2 separate regions of the Mus musculus genome follow, and region 1 is linked to region 2. The links are chromatin contacts, called in public HiChIP or PLAC-seq maps. All regions are on one chromosome and are shown on one strand. Each heading gives the region's core, a stretch centred on a gene start, on an enhancer-like site or on the middle of the called end of the contact. The rest is flanking DNA. Distances are from core to core; before and after follow the strand shown. Region 1 holds the start of Zfp622 (zinc finger protein 622). Region 2 overlaps Retreg1 (reticulophagy regulator 1).

Evidence for each region. HiChIP or PLAC-seq counts read pairs in DNA pulled down with a chosen protein or histone mark.
Region 1: a contact with region 2 is called in an H3K4me3 HiChIP or PLAC-seq map of bone marrow-derived macrophages, with 2.3 times the contacts expected there. The contact joins the promoter of Zfp622 here to the enhancer-like site in region 2. A contact is called at or near these places in 1 of 39 promoter capture datasets (macrophages), 1 of 484 Hi-C or Micro-C datasets (bone marrow-derived macrophages), 4 of 115 datasets of contacts at active chromatin or transcription factors (bone marrow-derived macrophages, extraembryonic endoderm stem cells, microglia and 1 more) and 4 of 9 other capture datasets (adipose tissue, liver, macrophages and 1 more).

The regions. Positions count from the first base shown.
Region 1 is chr15:25,983,025-25,987,949 of GRCm38.p6, reverse strand. Zfp622 (zinc finger protein 622) reads right to left here and starts at 3,584. Exons shown (of 6, transcript NM_144523.3): 1 at 2,767-3,584; 2 at 904-1,152; 3 at 627-789. The coding sequence starts at 3,400.
Region 2 is chr15:25,866,643-25,871,927 of GRCm38.p6, reverse strand. All of the region lies in intron 1 of Retreg1 (reticulophagy regulator 1), which reads right to left. Among named protein-coding and RNA genes, the nearest start is that of Retreg1, 26 kb to the right of the region's middle. Within about 2 kb of position 2,642, at least 8 of the 459 cell types and tissues checked have an H3K27ac peak or open chromatin away from gene starts, as enhancers often do. A contact at or near this core is called in bone marrow-derived macrophages, where this site is marked.

The DNA of each region.
Region 1 (4,925 bases), core at 2,335-4,834, 120 kb before region 2:
AACACAAGTTCTAAAAGACGAAATTTTCTGACCACCTAGATCACGTGGGTTGTGGCTGTTTGGCATGGTACTTATGCGTGCTTGTACATTCCTGTGCTGTTTCACATACATTCTGACAAAAGAAACTACTTCTTCATGAACACCTAACCTACTTGTTGCATATGTATGAACTGCTCAAGATTCCTATTCGAGCTGAATTATCTATGAAATAACCTCACTACCAAATGCCAAAGACTTGGTATAGACTACCAAGCAGTTCAATTTCTTTAGTAGATCATCTGTGATTCAAAGTCTCTCAGGGAGCCCAGAATGTGAAACCTAACTTTTGAATTTCTATTCATAAAGTAATTAGCAAAATTAAAGTTCTGACTATTGAATCACAAAGAGCAAAAGTAAATCATTCCCACTCACTCTGGGCCAGAGGTCCTCACTTTTCTAATGTGTTCAAGTGAGCTTGTAGCTTAGGAACATGTAATGCGGGTGAGGAATTTACTGGCAAAGCTGAGGTGCTATCTCAACTCACTGCACGGCGAGCCCAACCCAATTTCAGAAGACGGGGGCAAATATCGTTTATTATCCACTAGTGTATAACTATAACCTCAAGTCACCTCACAAACTCATCTTACCTAAAATCATAGAAGTCTGCAAATTCCAAGGCAGCGTCACCATCTGTGAAGAGCTTACAGTGGCTTTTGTCATTCATGTGTGCCTGTACAGCTTCTGTGGAATAGAAGGACTTCCCTTTCTCATTGCACCACAAGCAAATTTTGCCAACACCAACTTTCTCTCCTGGTCATGTGGAAATAATATGAAATCAATCTTTAGAAGTCAGGTTAAATCTCACTACTTACTCTCACAAATTGAAAAATATTTCTTCATCAAAAGCAAAATCATTGTACTTACCCAAATATTTAATTAGTCCTTTCAAATCTGAAAGATACTCTATATCAGGAATAAAAAAGCTGTGGACTTTAGTCATATGAGCCACATTCTTCACGAGGGAGCTTGAATGATGGGAGCAAAACAAGCAGTCTGTTATTGGGATGGCACCTAGGGGTGGGCTCTCCTCAGCCGCTGCATCTTCTGCATCCTGATCCTCCACTCCAGGGTCCTCACATTCCAATCCATCATCGGAATCAATATCTTCCCAATCTTTAAGCCAAAGTTTTGAAAAATAAATTTACTTTTAAAGGTGTGATAAAGCAAGCACAATCAGAGATCAAATACCCCCAGACAAGTTTAAATGATAAAAACCTCTTTAATCTTTCTTTTCCAGCAGGAAGCTCTATAAAATAGTTGCTAACCTCTTTCCTATGCATTACTGCACCTAGCCCAGTACTGGACACCAAGTTAATTGGATTCCTATCTGGTTCAGTAGCTGTCTACCATTTGCACTTCACAGGAATACTTTAGTGTATATTTTGGTGTGTGCAGGGCTGCTATATGAATGCTTCTGTTTATATGTGTCCATGCAAGTTCAACTTAGTCACCAATGTAACACATGGGACCTCTAGGAACCTCATGAGTGAGTTGATGTCCTAAGAAAAGGACTTAAATGAACTGGCAAGTCTCCTTTTTTGTGTTTTGCTCCCCCTCCATGAGTACACACCCTAGATCTGCCTTTTCCATCATTAAGTAAGGCTTAGAAAAATACCCCTCCACAGAGCAAGCCCTCACTAAACAGTCAGGGTGCCAGTAGCTTCATTTTTTACTTCATCTTCCATGACTGTGGCAAAATAAGTTCATGTTGTTTATAAATTACCAGGCTTAAGATGCTTGGTTACAGAAGTATAAACCGACCAAGACATGAACACAAACACTGTCAGTATCAACAGTGCCGTGGGGGTGAATAAAGAACTCACAAAGTAAGGAACCTTGGGGCTGGCTGGAGCCCCACAAGTCAGGCTTGCAGGCAACACGAAACCCTCACTCAGTTTTAGTCAACTAAGTGAAATGTAAAATCCTAAGCCATTCTAACCACACATTCTACAGCAGCGTGCCAACAGCATAGCTTTCTGTGCACCAGTGTAACCCTTCCTGATCCAAACTAAAAGAATGTTTTGCCCGTTAAGAATGCGCCTCTACTCTTTTATTCTGTTTTTAATCAATGCCCTAGGTCCTGGATCCACCACAGAGACGCAGACAGACAAAGTGCCCTGTGGAAATGAAGAGCAGTGAGGCATTTAAACCACTTCTGCCCTCACTCTAAAATGTCCTATAGAAATCCCCAAATACTGTTCCCTTTCGGGTCCACACGAAGTTTGGTGCGTCCGGGAGCAAGCATAAGAATGGAGGTCTACAGCCCGGCAGTGGTGGCACTCGCCTTTAACCCCAGCACTTGGGAGGCAGAGGCAGGGGGATTTCTAAAGTTTAAGGCCAGCCTGGTCTACAGAGTGAGTTCCAGGACAGCCAGGGCTACACAGAGAAACCCTGTCTCGAAAAACCAAAAAAACACCAAAAAAGTATGGAGGCCTACAATCCATCTGCTTAACTAGTTAAAAGTCATAAACCAGGAAACATCTTTAAATCCAGGCGGGATGCCCTGGGCCTGGAACCCCACTCCCTCAAAGGCTGCGGTAAAAGGATAAGAAGAAAGTCAGGGTCCAGCCTGGGAATGGATGTCGCAAAGGTAAACACTGAAGAAGGCTCGGGCTGGGGGCCTCAGGGGAGGGCGACATCGCTGAACGTGGACCCAGCCCTTCGTCTCCATCGCGATGTCTCCCGGAGCCTCCCGCTCGCCCCAACCCCGACAGGACCCTTACCTACCTTCGTCTTCGTCGTCTTCCTCCTCTTCCTCTCCCTCCTCCTCTCCGTCCTCCCACTGCTGCTTCGCCAGCTTCTTCGCCTGCTGTTCGAACCACTGGAGCCGGGGCGGCTTCTCCGTCGGGTCTCGCTCCGGGACGCCCCGTGCGCCCGCCGCCGCCCTCCCGCACTCGTCCGTGGGCACGAAGGGCGCTTTCTTGGGGGACGTGGAGGGCTGGGCCTTGATGGCCTGCTGGATGGCGGCGTTCACGGCGTCCTTGTCGACGCCGTCCGCGCCCAGCCCCTTCTCCAGGTTCTTGGCGTTCAGCAGCTCCACGCGCCGGCTCGCGGCCCGCACCGCCTTCCGCTCCAGCTCGGCGTGCCGCCGGGAGCCGAGGTGGTTCTCGTAGGCGTTGAAGGTGGCGAACTTCTTGCCGCACGCCGTGCAGTAGGTGGCCGCGCCCTTGCTCGCCTCCGCCGCCTCGGCCACCGCGCGCTGCGCCCGCACCCGCTCCTGGAAGCCCTCGGCCGTCACCGGGGCCATGGCGGCCACCTTGCGCCGCAGGTTGTAGCGGTGCCAGTCCGTCTTGTAGTGCGCCCGCTGCAGCTCCGCGTCGCGGAACGCCACCCGGCAGGTGATGCACGTGAGAGCCGCCATCCCCGGGCCCGGAAGACAGAGACGACCCAGCCGAGAACCTTCTAAGCCTGACCGGCCGCCTTCTAGTCCCACAAACGCAGAGAACCTCCTTCGCCCACAGCCAGGAAAAGACACACCAGACACCAGCTTCCGGGCTCTAAGTGAGGGAACTTCCGAGTTCTAAGTGAGGGAACTTCCGACTCGCACAGGAAACTCTTGGCAGCTGGCTTAAGAAGGCCCGCCTGGGTCCCCGGAAATGACGAAGTTTCATGTCGCTCTCTTCGCGCCTGGATCCGCCCTGTCAATCAAAGGTGGGCGTGTGCCTGGAGGATGCCGCTGCCTCCTGAGGGCTTAGCGGTTGTGTCGCTTGCCGTGACGAGGTCAGAGGGATGGGCTTGTGAGGGAAAGAAGGGCGTGGGTGCCTGGGATGGTTCTGGGACTGCTCTTGAGAGATGGATCCCGTCAAGACTGTCTCTCGCGCCTCTGGAAAGGGGGATCAAACGTGGCGACAGCGTGGAACTTCCGGAGGCCAAACCGACCCAAGCTCTTTGCAGCGAAGGGGGCGGTCAGAGCTCTTGAACAGAAAAGATTCCCTGCTGGGAGCCGAAAGTACAGCCTAGCCACTGTCCCACAAAATATAATCCGAGCCACATGTGAGATTTTTAAATCCAAGTAGCCATATAAAAAGTCAAAGTAGAGACTATGCCCGGGCCTAACAAACACAGAAGTGGATGCTCACAGTCAGCTATTGGATGGATCACAGGGCCCCCAGTGGAGGAGCTAGAGAAAGTAACCTTATAGGTGGAACAACAATATGAACTAACCATTACCCCCAGAGCTCGTGTCTCTAGCTGCATATGTATCAGAAGATGGCCTAGTTGGCCATCAGTGGAAAGAGAGGCCCATTGGACTTGCAAACTTTATATGCCCCAGTACAGGGGAACGCCAGGACCAAAAAGTGGGAGTGGATGGGTAGGGGAGTGGGTGGGGGACCGTGTGGGGGACTTTTGGGATAGCATTGGAAATGTAAATGAAATAAATACCTAATAAAAACAAACAAACAAAAAAGTCAAACTAGGTGAAGTTGCTTTTAATGATCGAAATACTCTTTCAGCATCTAAAACTTTAAAAGGATCTATCTGTGATTTTACGCTCCATCGTGGGTACTAAACCTTGGAGACCCTGTGTGTATAACAGCAGCAATTCATATCAGTTCGATTTTTTTTTTCTTGAGACAGGGTTTCTCTGTGTAGCCCTGGCTGTCCTGGAACTCACTCTGTAGACCAGGCTGGCCTCGACCTTCAGAAATCCACCTGCCTCTGCCTCCCAAGTGCTTGGATTAAAGGCGTATGCCACCACTGCCTGGCAAATCCTCTGTTCTATCCCTGCCTTTAACTCACCCTGATTCAATGTCAATTGTTCTAACAGGTTAAGCAAGTATATTTTTGGTATTGTGTTAGAAATCCGTTGCTATGCTATTCTGCCTGAATATCTTTCTGCCAGCTTGCTCCCTTTTGTAAACCTTTGCCCAAATGCCTTTGGGGGG
Region 2 (5,285 bases), core at 1,393-3,892:
TAAGGCGAGAATGAAAGGCAGATCGATGCTTTAAACACTACAGAGAAATGTCCCCATCAGGCAAAGTTGGCTGAAAACAACCCAATCATAAAGTCTGTTACATCAGACCTTTAAATTCATATATCCAGAAAGAACTGACCTTCTGCTCTCTGGCAGAAGGCAACCAATGCACACAACAAAGCCAGACTAAGGCATGGTTAGGGTTTCCTGATTCACTACCAGATGTGGTGACAGAGACAGGAAAAGCCAGCCAGGCTCCCTGGCAGCCTGCAACCAAATCAGACAACCAATGCTTCCCCAGCTTAACGATCGCCCCTCCCACAGCGCTCCTCATGGTTCCTATCTGCGCGTTTATTTCCCTGTTCATCTCTTTACCATCTTCTTCTCCATTTGAAGCTGTGAGCGCCACACAGGTTGAGCCCGCTCTTCCCTGTTCCCAGCATCTCTTAGGCACTTCCTTGCCAAAAGCAGGGTTCAATAGCTGTTTGCTTGCTGTAGATTCAACAACTGTCAAATGATCAACTCAAATAACACAACTCATCCACACGTACGACCACTGTAATTGTTAATCTTGAATTTTCTACATTCTCCTAACAGTAACATCTTACTGAACTGAGAAGGAAGGTATAGAGACCATTACCACATCATTTTTAAGGTCTCTAAGAGATGGTTAGCATGAGCGTCCAGTGGATCCGGCTTACATGATCTCTTCTTCAGTAGAAGACCTGAATTCCATCGTCCCCTTTGCCTTAGTCATCTTTTACTGCCAATAACTGAGTAAATTATAAAGAAGAGAGTTTTTTTTTCAGCTTTCGCCTAAGATATAAAGTCAAAGGGCTGAGTCTAGTGGTGGCCCTCTTGCTGACAAGAGGACGAAAGGAGCGCAGACGTCACATGTTCTGAGCAAAGACTGTGAACTTGAGAGTCTAAAGCAAATTGACTACTATCCAGACAGTTCATTAACCCATTAAACCTCTCATCATTTAAGCAGGTTGGTGTATTCTTGAAGGCAGAACCCTAATCACCATTTACAGGTCCTGCCTCTTATAGTCGTCTCATGATATTTCAGAGGGCAGGTTCTAGCTCTGTTTCTGTTGCTGGGATAAAACATTTGAACCAAGACAACTTGCGAAGGAGAGCTTTCATTTCAGCTCTCAGATCTAATTCATCAAGGGAAGCCATAATAGGAGGAGCACAAGACAAGAAGAACCAGGAGGCAGCAACAGAAGCAGAAGCCATGGAGAAATGCTGCTCTCTGGCTTGCTTTCCATAATTTAACCCAGGACCATCTGCCCAGGGTGATACCACCACCCACAATGAGCGAACCTGCCCGGCTCAATCAAGAAAATTCTCCACAGGCCAATCTGATGGAAACAATTCCTCAATTGAGGTTTTCTCCTCCCAGGTGACTCTATTTATATGGAGTTGACAAAAAAAAAAAAAAACCTATAGTCAAACCAAAACAGCAGCCATTGAACAATAGTCTGGGTTCTAATAACATGCCCTGAGCTAAAGCAAGAGTGTAACTGTGTGGCTGGGAGGGTCACAAGAGGGACTCTCACATTTCCTTATCACTAATGGGCCTGGAGCACAGGTCCTCCCAAAAAGACAAAGCAGCTAGGTTTACAGCAAAGGCTGTACACCACCAAATATATGTGGGCTGCTCTGTAAAAGATGTTCCTTTACTTTTAAGTCATCGTTAGCCCAAGACTGATTGTCTGTGGTCCCCTGGACCTGCTGCTGCTCATCAGCCACATGCATGAATGTGAGGCAGTACAGGAAGGACGGACAGCACTGTGGTCTCACAAGCAACACTCACACAGAACACAGAACACATTCACGGGACAACTTCAGACTGAAAACGTAGATCCAATACCTAAGTCACACAGGACACCAAATATATACAAAACCCGACTGATATATTCAGTGGTACTGCTAAAAATAAAACTGAATGTGTTTCCACTCTCAACAATTGGTAGGTAGAAGTGGGAAGATGAAGTTCAAAGGCAGCCTCAGCTACATAGCAAAATTGAGACCAGATTGAGCTATATGTAGCCCTGTATCAAACAACCAAAACCGACTAATTATATAATTTCTCCTGAGATTCAATTCCCATTTTGATTACTGAAGCCTACTATTCCCTAATACTAGTGAATTTAAAGGAACACAAAAGCAATTCTAAAGTTGCACCTTTATTTCCACTTAATTATTTTAAAATACATACTCTAACACACTGAGCACTTGAGCAAACACTGAATTTTCACCACTAAGTACATAGACAATTTGTATAATGAAAGAATAAAGGTTTAGCTTGTTTATTTTTCATAAACAATGAAAACAAGGCTAAAATTCTCACACTAAAAATCCCCATTATGGATTACAAAAAAAAAATGATACCCTCAGAGTTCAGAGTTTAGATTACTCTGAAGGTATTTTGAAAAAGCATGCCAACAAAGTATGCATTCATTCCTTAAAAGATAAAGAAATGGGTAAAAATGTCCAGTCAATATCTGTTAGCAACACCAGCAGGTGGCAGGAAGAATGTCCCCGTGATGTCCCTGTGATGTCCCTCCTTCCAATTAGGAGCCATTTCCCCCACCGGAAAAGAGGCATTAGGATTTTATGCAACTGTCGAGCAAATGGGCCCCAGACGTGAAGCCATCGCTGACTCATAGTTTAATTTCTCCACCAAGTTCTGGCTGTGTGCAAATCCACAGCAGTTACAGCTAATACTCAATGCCCCTAAAACATGTGTTTCAGTGGTCTCCAGTCTTTGTTCTAGTCTGGCTTTATTTATTTATTTTTTTTAAAGGCCAAAGTCTTAAGGCACTAGGTGCCTACAGGGACTCTCAAGGGAGCCCAACCTTTTGGTTTTGCTGGGTCACATTGCCAAAAAAAAAAAAAAAACAAACAAACAGTTGTTACTTGTGAGCTTCCCAGTCAAGTAACAACAATTACAGAGACACCTTATACTGTTTCAATCAGTTGATGATTGTGTAGTGGGACATAGAGTGGTATGCAGCCCTGCAGGCTGTGAGCTGGACACTCCTGCAAGACTTGTGGAGTTCAAATGATGCATAATAACATGAAATGTGCCATAACAAGAAAGCATAATAACAAGAAAGGGTTTCATGAGACGTAGCAAATATTCTATTGCACGCATTTCATTAAGTTGTGCTTTGATAACTAATAGAGGCATCAAAGTGACCGTTGTCCATGTTAACAGGTCACAGTTACTTTAAGTAAATACCATGTAAATTTGTAATTAGAACAGAAAAAACGTTTCCTTTGACTAGTAAGTGTGTTTTCAGGTGCCAGGAATTGCCTTTTAAATAAAGACTGAACCTCCCTCCTCATTTGAAAGATGGTCACACTGCCAGGAGCCCAATCAATACCTTGTTTCAAATAGAGTCAAACTCAAGCAATTGCTATGGTAAGCAAGAAAAAAACCATTGTCTGCTTCTATCAAATTGACTTCAAACTAGTTGGTCCCTGCGGTGTGGGAAGCAAGAAGTTTAAGTGCTAGCCTAAGGCCTCAAGGCACAACTAAAAGTTGAGAATGGGGATATCTGTCAGAACAGCCACTCTAGACCTTCAAAAAGCTCCAAAGGAGGCAGCGGTGGCGCACGCCTTTAATCCCAGCACTTGGGAGGCAGAGGCAGGCAGATTTTTGAGTTCGAGGCCAGCCTGGTCTACAGAGTGAGTTCCAGGACAGCCAGGACTACACAGAGAAACCCTGTCTCGAAAAACCAAAAAAAAAAAAAACAACAAAACAAAAACAAAAACAAAAACAAAACAAAACAAAAAAACTCCAAAGGTGCCTGTACTCTTGTAAGCAACTCTAATGAAACTCACTTGGGTCATTAAAAGGTAGGCAGGGATATGAAAATAGAAGAGGGGCTAGCCAAGGAAGAGGAAAAAAAATAAAATGGGAGTGGGAAGGCATTGGGGAGGGTCATGGGAAGCAAATATGATCAAAATACTTTATAAGCATGGATGAGAATGCCCTAACAAGAGAACCATTGTATATAATAAATACATGCTAATAAAAAGTCTATCTTAAAACCCATACAAACAAAAAGGTCCCAGAGACACAGTTGGGTCAACACAGTCAGGTTCTTACCCATATCCATAAAACATAATCAGTGACCTGGACATTCTAGAACATTCTCCCTTTGCTCCCTGAGCTCCGTCACATTTGACACTGAGTAGCACAATTTACAGAGGGGTGAGATTCTGACACTGATCGTGACATCAGTGGAGACTCAGTTTCTTCATCCACAAACTAACACAAAGATTCCCTCTCCCTTTATTTCATCACCGAGGTGCCCTCTTATGAAAGGCTTGATTGCCAACCAAACAAGCCACTTTACTGGGTTTCTGTTGGTGCATGTTGAGCACGGCAGTAAGTATCTCCCAGGTGTCGGAAGACTAGACTCAAGTTGGTGCCCTTAGAGAGCTAGGCAGGCCAGTGTTCCCTGTAAGTCTTTGGCACATATCTTTTCTCTTCTGATATAACATATTCCGTTCAGGTACACAGATTTGAAAAATAACGTAAAATGCCAGAGTGGCATTTGGAGGCCAGAAGGGTAAAGTGACTCCATTGTGGCACTAAGCTTCAGACCAAGCCTAGAATATAAACACCAATGACCTTCCATGAACTCAGCGCATCCTGGACAGTGACAAGCTGGCATATTTGTTTTAAATGCTGTATGACCAGGCCCTGGCATGACTTCCCCTCTGCCCCATACGTTGTTCAGAAACAAACTATTTTAGAATTACATAAAGTTCCCCAAAAGCCAAGTCAGTTGTCAGACCTGACTTTGACCCCTCAAGGTACAACTAGGTAAATCCAAAATAAATTAAAAACAAAAATAAAAAAAATTGACAAACCAGGGTAGCCTTTCAGCACGACTCCAGGGTTACCACCCCTACATGGAACACAGAAGCCCACTCCATGCATCCATCCACCTGGACAGTGAACCACAAAAGGCAAAAGGTAAATGTTTGAAGCTTCTCCTGAAGACCTAAAGAACGAGAAATCGTCACCCAGAAATATGTCTGTTGTCTGCTTCCCTAAATGTTAGAAGTCGCAGTCAGCAGTTAGACCAAACACAGCGAAGAGCATTTATTCCAGTGACATACAAAGAATACTGACAAGCAGACTGGCAAACGGTAATGGACACGCAAACTGCCCCCACCCCCACCCCAGATGGCAAGGGCAAGCCACACACACACACACACACACACACGAGCTATGGACCCTCGACAAGTCACTTAACTTC